2 separate regions of the Mus musculus genome follow, and region 2 is linked to region 1. The links are chromatin contacts, called in public HiChIP or PLAC-seq maps. All regions are on one chromosome and are shown on one strand. Each heading gives the region's core, a stretch centred on a gene start, on an enhancer-like site or on the middle of the called end of the contact. The rest is flanking DNA. Distances are from core to core; before and after follow the strand shown.

The links. HiChIP or PLAC-seq counts read pairs in DNA pulled down with a chosen protein or histone mark.
Region 2: a contact with region 1 is called in an H3K4me3 HiChIP or PLAC-seq map of bone marrow-derived macrophages, with 5 times the contacts expected there. The contact joins two enhancer-like sites. A contact is called at or near these places in 1 of 15 datasets of contacts at CTCF or cohesin (pro-B cells), 11 of 484 Hi-C or Micro-C datasets (B cells, the BV-2 cell line, embryonic stem cells and 3 more) and 14 of 115 datasets of contacts at active chromatin or transcription factors (T-cell acute lymphoblastic leukemia, acute myeloid leukemia, bone marrow-derived dendritic cells and 11 more).

Annotation. Positions count from the first base shown.
Region 1 is chr14:24,975,952-24,980,145 of GRCm38.p6, reverse strand. It overlaps Gm41111 (a long non-coding RNA gene), which reads left to right. Exons shown (of 3, transcript XR_874422.2): 3 at 1,556-4,194. Among named protein-coding and RNA genes, the nearest start is that of Gm41111, 4.6 kb to the left of the region's middle. Within about 2 kb of position 2,300, at least 1 of the 459 cell types and tissues checked has an H3K27ac peak or open chromatin away from gene starts, as enhancers often do. A contact at or near this core is called in bone marrow-derived macrophages, where this site is marked.
Region 2 is chr14:25,470,965-25,475,004 of GRCm38.p6, reverse strand. The region is part of intron 1 of Zmiz1 (zinc finger, MIZ-type containing 1); the gene reads right to left. Among named protein-coding and RNA genes, the nearest start is that of Zmiz1, 14 kb to the right of the region's middle. Within about 2 kb of position 1,889, at least 170 of the 459 cell types and tissues checked have an H3K27ac peak or open chromatin away from gene starts, as enhancers often do. A contact at or near this core is called in bone marrow-derived macrophages, where this site is marked.

The DNA of each region.
Region 1 (4,194 bases), core at 1,051-3,550:
GGCGGGTGGCTTCTCCACTTATACACTGGATCCATGTATGGATCTGTGAGTCTTAAATTTATTTCTGCTCCTCACTGAGTTTGAACCTGTGCCTCTGGGAACACACACTAAGCCATACTCAGGGTCTCATAACACTGAGGAAGAATTGCTGAGATCTTGACCTGAAGTCCAAGGTCAATGTACTGGGACGAATGGCCTTTCCTGCTTCAGTGGACCAGGATGTGGCAGACAGAATGGGAATTATGAAATCAGGCAGGCCTTGTTTGGATGGGTTCTTAGTTCTTTGGCTAACTAGTTCTATGATATCAAGTGACTTTTCTTTCTTTAAAAAAAAACTTATTTTTAGTATGCAAAACAATGGGTTCTACAGAGACATTTTCAGAGACACATTTGTACATTTCATGTACCTTGGCCATGTCCCCACCAACCCCTGGCTACCCTCCTGCTCCTCCCCCACACTGTCACCTCCATCTCACCAAAGATTCTCCTGGGTTTTGTCCCCCAAAGACTTGTTTATTTTTATTTTATGTATGTGTCTGCCTGCATGTACATATTACATACATCACATGAATGCCTGGTGTCAGCAGAGGCCAGAAGAGGACATGAGATCCCTCGAAACTGGCGTTGCAGCCAGTGGTAAGCCACTATGTAGGTGCTGAGAATCAAACCCAGGTTCTCTGCAAGAGCAACCACTGAGTCTCTCCAGAGCCAACACTTCTTCCTGCTTTCCTGCCATGGGCACATGTATATGTACAACCCTCATCCATATGGTTTCATAACCTTTCTGGTCCCTATCTGTGATTACACCGCAGGGAGATGACAGTGTTTCCTCTTAGCATTAAATACCACAGTGTATGAACATCACACACCTGGGAAATGCTTCATTCCTTTGGGTTCCCCTTGTTGGTAGTAGTTGATAGTAGTCAGTAGTAGTAGGTAGTTGTCTAAAACACACTGTGTTATTTTGTCATCTAAGGCAGGGTCTGATTTTCACCTATTCTTCACAATAAGAAAAGCCACTAGAGTTGATGTCCAGAGACATGGAATTCATCTGCAAATGAATATGTGAGCTGTGTGGCTTTGACCAAGAAACCTAACCTCTCTGGGCCTCATTTATAAATGAGTAAGATTATATCTCCCTACAAATCTCTTCTTGGAGAATTCCTTCTCAAAACCAGACACTGCAGCTCTGTATACAGTAGGAGGTCACCAGCAGAAAGCTGGGTGTAGGTGCAGCTCTGTATACAGTAGGAGGTTACCAGCAGAGAGCTGGAGTGTGTGTGTGTGTGTGTGTGTGTGTGTGTGTGTGTGTGTGTGTGTGTATGTGTGTGTAAAGCAGCTACAAGGCAGGTCATTTAAGTTTTACTACCTCTCTGTCTCACACTCTTGTTTCTCGCCATGCAAGGGTGTGCAGAGCTCTTCCCACTGAGTGTCCAGGGATGCAGAGCAGAAAGTGGCAAAGGACGCACAGAGTCACACTGCCCGCTGTGGCTGCTTTCCCGGAGCTCGCTGAGAAGCACACGCACAGTGAGATTTGTCTTCTTCTGTCTTGCAGAACATGCAGCAGCCTCTTTGCGATGAAGGTCCAATTTACCCACTTCTCGTTCAAGGCTCAATTTATTGGATGCTGTAGCGTAACAGCCAGAAGGCTGGGTGAAACAGTGTGTCCCATAATAAAATTTCTAAATGATTGATAAAGATGGTGTAGGGAGACCGTGGCATCCACAGTGGTCTAATGAGATCCCCAAGCTTTGGGAAACCTCCCCCAGACACCTATGCGCTGTGTGTAGACCTCTCCATCTTTATCGAGCTGAACTGCCAACATGAACACATGCAAGCACGGATTTAACAGGCCAAGGTGGGGCCGTGCTCAGGACTCTAAGTGTTAGGAACAGCAGATCAATGGAGAGTTGTTGGAAGGAGCAGATGGAGCAGCTGTTGCTGAGTCCATTGTGGGTGGGAAGGATGTAAGGAGACGGGGGCACCAGGCCCAAGCAGCGAGCGAAACTTAGGCAGATGCTCTTGACAGTGGCTTGGGAGTGTTCTTCACGTGGGCTGGGAGTGAGGTATGCTGAAGGGGAAGGCCTGAAAGCCTAGTGATGTACTGCCAAGCAGAGAAAGAATAGTCAGGAGTCAACTGGAAGGCTAGGCAGGCTTTGCAATAATAATAATAAAACAATGATAAAAATTTTAATGCATAATAGCCAAATGATAAAAATAACCCAAATATCCATGATGGATAGAAGGGTATGACGTCATATAGCCACACGATGGAATATTAGTCAGCCATAAGAGGAAGGAAATCTTGCCACCATCTGTCACATGGGTGAACCTTGAAAGCTTTATGCTAAGTGAAGCAAGCCCAGCACAGCTAGCCAGTCACAATTTGATCCCGATCCTCTGAGAGCGAGGCACGGTCAGACACAGAGATGGAGAGGATGACAGGAGGTCCCTGGGCTGCGGGGATGAGCAGGCTGTGCTGTTTCATGGTCTCAGAGTTTCTCTTCGGGAAGATGCTTGGGCCTGGAGATGGAGGGAGGCCATGCTTTCACATCTCCATGACTGCACCTAATGCCTACATGGTTGAATCGGTGCATTTCATGTTACACATAGTTCACTGCAACAAAAAAGTGGTAGCATTTGCTTCACTCTGACACAGGTTTTCAGTGTCAAACTTTCAATATTGGATAGCGAATAACCCTGAAGAAAGAGTTGTCTGTGTATGTCTCTCACGAAGACGGAAGTTTCCAAAGTGCAGCTTGTGAGCCATTCCAAAAGTCCATGAGGTCAAATGACTTGCATAATGTTGCCAACGCAAGACGTGCCATTTGTTCTGATGGCACAAACGCAACAGTGGTGCTTAACCAGGACTGGAGATGTTTGCCACAGCCTGTACCTGCAGTCACTGTGCCCTGCTGTGCCCACAGTTTAAAAGATGCGTCCTTGATGAGCAGAACAAATGATTGGTCTAATCAGCCCCCTGGAGCACGTGTCTTTATACTATGTGGTATGACATATTGGGAGGGAATCTAGACAAAGCCTTTCTGCACTTTCCCCCAGAGCAATGGTTGCCTCGGGTGTCCAATCGAAGCAACCAATGTTTGCATAGGACATCCATCCATTCAAAAGCCTGAGTGGCATTAAAGTGAGCCTGTGCAGATGGGGTATCTGGGGACACTCACTCAAAGGGCAATGGGTAGAGCCTGTCCCTTCAAGGGGAACAAGAAGCAATATTGCTACCAATACTAAAATGCACAGAACTCCACGAAGTGGGAACCTGGACAACTCATACTCACATGTGTGTGAATTTGAGTACTTTCAATACTTAATGGGTGTCTTGGTATCATCACTGGTAGAAGAAATGAAGGTGATGATTTGGTATCAGATAATTAAACGCATCAGTCTTGAGAAAGGTCTGTGTGAGTCACCACTGCATCTTAACCCAAAATTGTATACAGGTCAGAGATCTCCTAGGCTGCAAGATGGAACCCCAGAGTTGATTTCATCTGATGCTGCAGTTGTGCTGTCATGGCCTTGGATTCTACTTGCTGTGTTTGGTATAATACCAGAGCAGAAGATCAACAGCGGTCTAGAAAGACAATGCTTGAATCTGACCCAGGCGAAGGGTTCGTTCTAAACTTCAAGAGACTTGGAAGGAAGAGCAGAGAGACAAATCCAGCCATCTCCCACTGACCCAGATAATTGCAAAGGTATCACGTCACCCCTCACTACTCTTTGCTGTCTATTTTGAAAAGCAGATATTTTGGATGGAAAATATGTATGCTAACACATAGTGGGCTGTGCACTAGATACATTGTTAAGTAAATGTGTCTTAACAATTCTGACCGTGCATTGGTTTTCTCATGAAGAGATATCAAGGTGAGCAAAAGCGTTTCAGGGCTCCTCAGGAGGTTTGGAGAGTGAAGTCAGTCTCCTCATCTGAGAGTCTGAGGTCCTCTAGGTAACACATGGTCTTTAGTGCTTAGCAAGGAATTGCAGGAATGAATGAACAAGAATGTGAAGATGTTGCTAGTTAAAAAACATATAGGGTTACCAGGACTAGGGAGATGGCTCAGAGGATTAAATCCTTGGCACAGGTATGAGGACCCACCCGAGTGAGTTCAGAATCCCAGAACTCAGGCACCTCAGCTTGCATCTGCAATCTGTTGTGCCTAGCACTAGATGGAAGTACAT
Region 2 (4,040 bases), core at 640-3,139, 500 kb before region 1:
CCAGCTTGACTCAGGGTTTCTCTGACCCAGGCACTGTCTGGGGACACATCTCAAAGCAGGAAGAAGGCAGAAAGCTAGTGGGCCCCCAAGGGGACCTCAGCGAACAGACAAGTAAGTCTCTCACTGTCAAGCTGTAAAGAACTGGTTTCTGTGGCTGTGCACACAGCCCAGGGCTGGGAAGATGGCTCAGAGGGTTAAGAGCTTAGGGCCTGACTCTGATTCCCCAGAACCCACGTAAAAAGGGCTGTTTCACCCGTCATTCCAGTGCTGGAGAGGCAAGTCAGTGAGAGACTCCCACTCAAAGCCAAACCAAAACAACCTCAATGGGTCCGAGTAGATGGCTCAGCTGGTAAAGGGTATTGCTGTACAAACCTCGTGGCCTGAGTTCAATCCCAGCACTTCACAATCCCGACTTCATAGACCCTCTGGCCACCATACATGCACCGTAGCATACGCATCCACATAAGCACACACCAGGCACACAAATGTCTCCTCACTAATAGCAGATCCTTTAACAGGAAAAGATGAATGGCGCCTGAGGAATGATCTGAGGTGATCTCCTAGCCTCAACAAGAAACACAGACCCGCTGTCACCCACAAAGTGAGACTCTTCCAGAAGGGAGACCTGACATGAAACCTGTGTGGGGTTGGGGGGGAGGGGGGCGTCTAGTGTGAGGATTCTGCCTACTTGGTAACAAAAAGGCACGAACAGGCTTCCAACAGCATTCCAGACGCAGGCATGGACTCAGGGTCCCACAATGCAGGGAGAGCATAGGGCTTGTCCAGATCACGAGGCTGTGAGGTAGCAGGAGTGAGTGACTAACTAGTTAGTAGACTCTGGTCAGGGCTGTTTCCAGGGGTAGGAAACACAGCTGGGAACTGAAGGGAAGGAAGACCTATTCGAGTGACTGCTGGTTCCCTAAGACAGAAAACAAAAACAAAAACAAAACAGCATTGCTCCTCCCTCCCTCCCTCCCTCCCTCCCTCCTTCTCTTCCTCTCTTCCTCCCTTCCTCCCTTCTCTCCTTTTCTCCCTCCCTTCCCACTTCATTCATGTTGGAGTAGAACTTTGAACCTCAGACTGCTAGATAAGCATTCTACTATTGAGCTACATACACCAGAGCACTTGGACTTATATTTCCCACCACCACCCCCCAAAAAATTCCCAGATGTCTCCAGGTTCCAGACTCTAGCCTGCAACTGCCTGCCCACTGAGTGTAACTGGGCTCCAGAGAACTCAGGCAGCCTGCCCCAGCCTACTCAGCCTCACTCCCTTCCTATTTTATAGATCAGTAATTTGAGCTGGAGAAGATGTGAAACCATTTCCTCCAGGCCCTACTAGTCCCAGACCTGGGGGAAACCTGGTCTACCTCTAAAGGCATAAAGGGCCCAAAGTGGGTGTGGGGCAGCCAAAGTCTGATGTCGATTTAGCCTGGGGTCAGCTATGCACAGCAGTGGGTGCCTGGGCTGGGTTGGGCTGCTTGACTCTCAGTCTGGTTTCTTTGTCTTGTGTGGACAAGGCTGAGCTCAAATGCACCTGCTTGGGCTGCAGGGCTGCGGGGGAGGCTGCAGCTTGAGCTTGGCTGACTTGAGACTCTGAGCGATCAGGCAGAGAGAGGAAACAGTGAGAACACGCTGCTCACCTACTGCTGTGGGCAGGGGACATCCTCTGAGGCTACTTGGGACAGGGCAGGGCAGGGTCCCCCCATAGCATGACACCAGAAGGCAAAACTGGCAGTGTCCAGCAAAGTTAAGGGCCACCCTGACCCATACTGGTTCAGGCCACTTTCAGGGCGAGGGAAAATGACCCAGGGCATGTGCTGGCTCAGACCAGAGTCAGCTGGCCTGGTTTGCTGACAACCCCTCCACCCACCTCGTGCTCTACTCTCTGCAACCCTGGCTGTGGGGACTTCCCTCTTTGTGTCCCTGCAGTCTCAAGGTGCAGGCAAGGGCAATCAGGCTACAGACACTTGGATCTAGACACTTGATGACATATCTTTTTAGGGAAATAGATGAGCAAAAGTGGGAGACAGGCCTGAAGAGGGCAAAGGGACCACCTGTCACATGAGAAGACAGATTAAGACAGCAAGCTAAGTATCCCCATGCCTACATGTTCCTGAAGGGTAAACTGAGGCTCAGAGACTGGAAAGTGCCTGCCACAGGCAACTTGGAGTTAGGAAGAACCCCAGGACAGTCATCCTGGGTCCATCTCATGGAACCAAGACAGAGCTGCCTTCTCTGACCCCAACCTCAAGTTCAGGAAGTTGCAACACTTCCTTGTTTCCATAGTAACTAGCTACTGCTCCAGGAATACACTGAAATGTTTTTGTTACCTCCTCTGTGCAGGCCCTGGGCCAACCTGTGAGGACAGGGATGGATGGACGGACAGACGGACGGAGAAAGGGAGTGTGAAGGGAGACCCAGTCCCAGCCCCAGCCTAGGATGATAGCAAGCAACTAAGAAAGAGAGCAGAGGGGAGGGAGGAGGGAGAGCCTTCAGTGGAGAACCTTCCCAGCATCTGATACTATCAGGGGACAAGCTCAGGGGTACAGCTTTTGACCTGACTTCTCAGGGATGAGTAGACGTTCACCAGACCGAATGAAGAGGCTAGAGAAAATGTCAAGGCTCCGGCCTTGAGGTACCTCTCACCTTCAAAAGCTGCAGTGTGCTGTGTGAGCCTGGTGGCTCAGCTGCTTGGGAGGCTGAGACAGGTGAAAGGGAAGTGAAAGGCCCCACCTGTACTGCAGAGTGTCAGTTCAAGGTCAGCTTGGGCAACCAAGAGAGACCTTGTCACCAAATAAGAAATTAGTAGGGATTGGCATGTAGCTTAAGACACATGACTCTGGATTTGACCCCCAACCTTGAATAACCCATATGTGTGGGACCTGCCTATGGTCCCAGCACTTGGAAGATGGCAGCTGGAGGTTGGAGAATTCAAGGCATCCTCAGCTGTACAGTGAATGCCAGGCCTGAACCTCAGAAAGTCTCATCAAGTCCGGGAGGGGACCTCCGTGGTACAGTACTTGCCTAGCGTGGCTAAAGCTCCAGGTTTGATCCCCAGTACTATGAAGGAAAGAGGGGAGGGAGGGAGAGAAAATGGTAGTGGGGGGACTAGAACTCAGCACAGAAAGCAGAGAAGATGAAGGCTTGATCACTGACCAAAAAGGAAGATCGAGACCACAATGCAAAGTGTGGACCAGATGCCCAGGCCCCTTCCCAATTTCAAGTGTCTAATGGGCGTGCTGACAGAGTAGGTACTGTAGCAGTGACAGTACAGGTGACAACCCTAAAGGATTCTAGATAACCACTCTCTCCGAGGGGAACAGGACTGGGGACTGGACAAATCCACAGCCCGGTTCTCAGGCTAGTGAGAGACGCTCCCTAACTGTCCCAGGGAAGCAGCCTAAGTGAATGAAGGCTTTAAGAACCTTGAGAACTGCGCACAGGTTGCTGCTTTGCTTGTCGTCTCCCCATCCTGCATGCACTTGGTCCAGCAGGGAGAAGGCCAGCCTCAGAGAGTGGAGAATGGAGGCAGAGGGAGGCCAGAGCGCTAGGGTAGGCGCACCCAGCACCTTGCTAGTTTTATTTCCCCTCTCTGAGCCTCAGTTCCCTATCTGGAAAGAGAAGGAAGGTATGATGGACAGGTTCCTCTATTACCCCCTGATCCCACCCACTAAATCATCTCTGGATCTGTGGGTTCCGGGAGGGGTCATGTCACCTGACACTGCAGCAACAAATCCAAACTGTGGTTTAGGACAAAGCAACATTTGGTGGCTAAATAGGCCAGACACATGGGCAAGGAGTCTCAGGGGGGTGGCAGTGGTTTCTGGGGAACCCCCCACATGTACTGAAGTGTCTTACCAGAGGATGGCAGCCGTGGGCAGGCTACAATTAAGGGACCAACAGTACCCCAGACACCACAGTGAATAAACACCTTCATGCTTGCCCCAGGCCCAACAGCTCTGGAGAGCGGGGTCAGGGTAAGCCAGACCTCTATGAGACAAAGCAGAAATCCCAAGCAGGGGAGCCTTGTACCTGAGC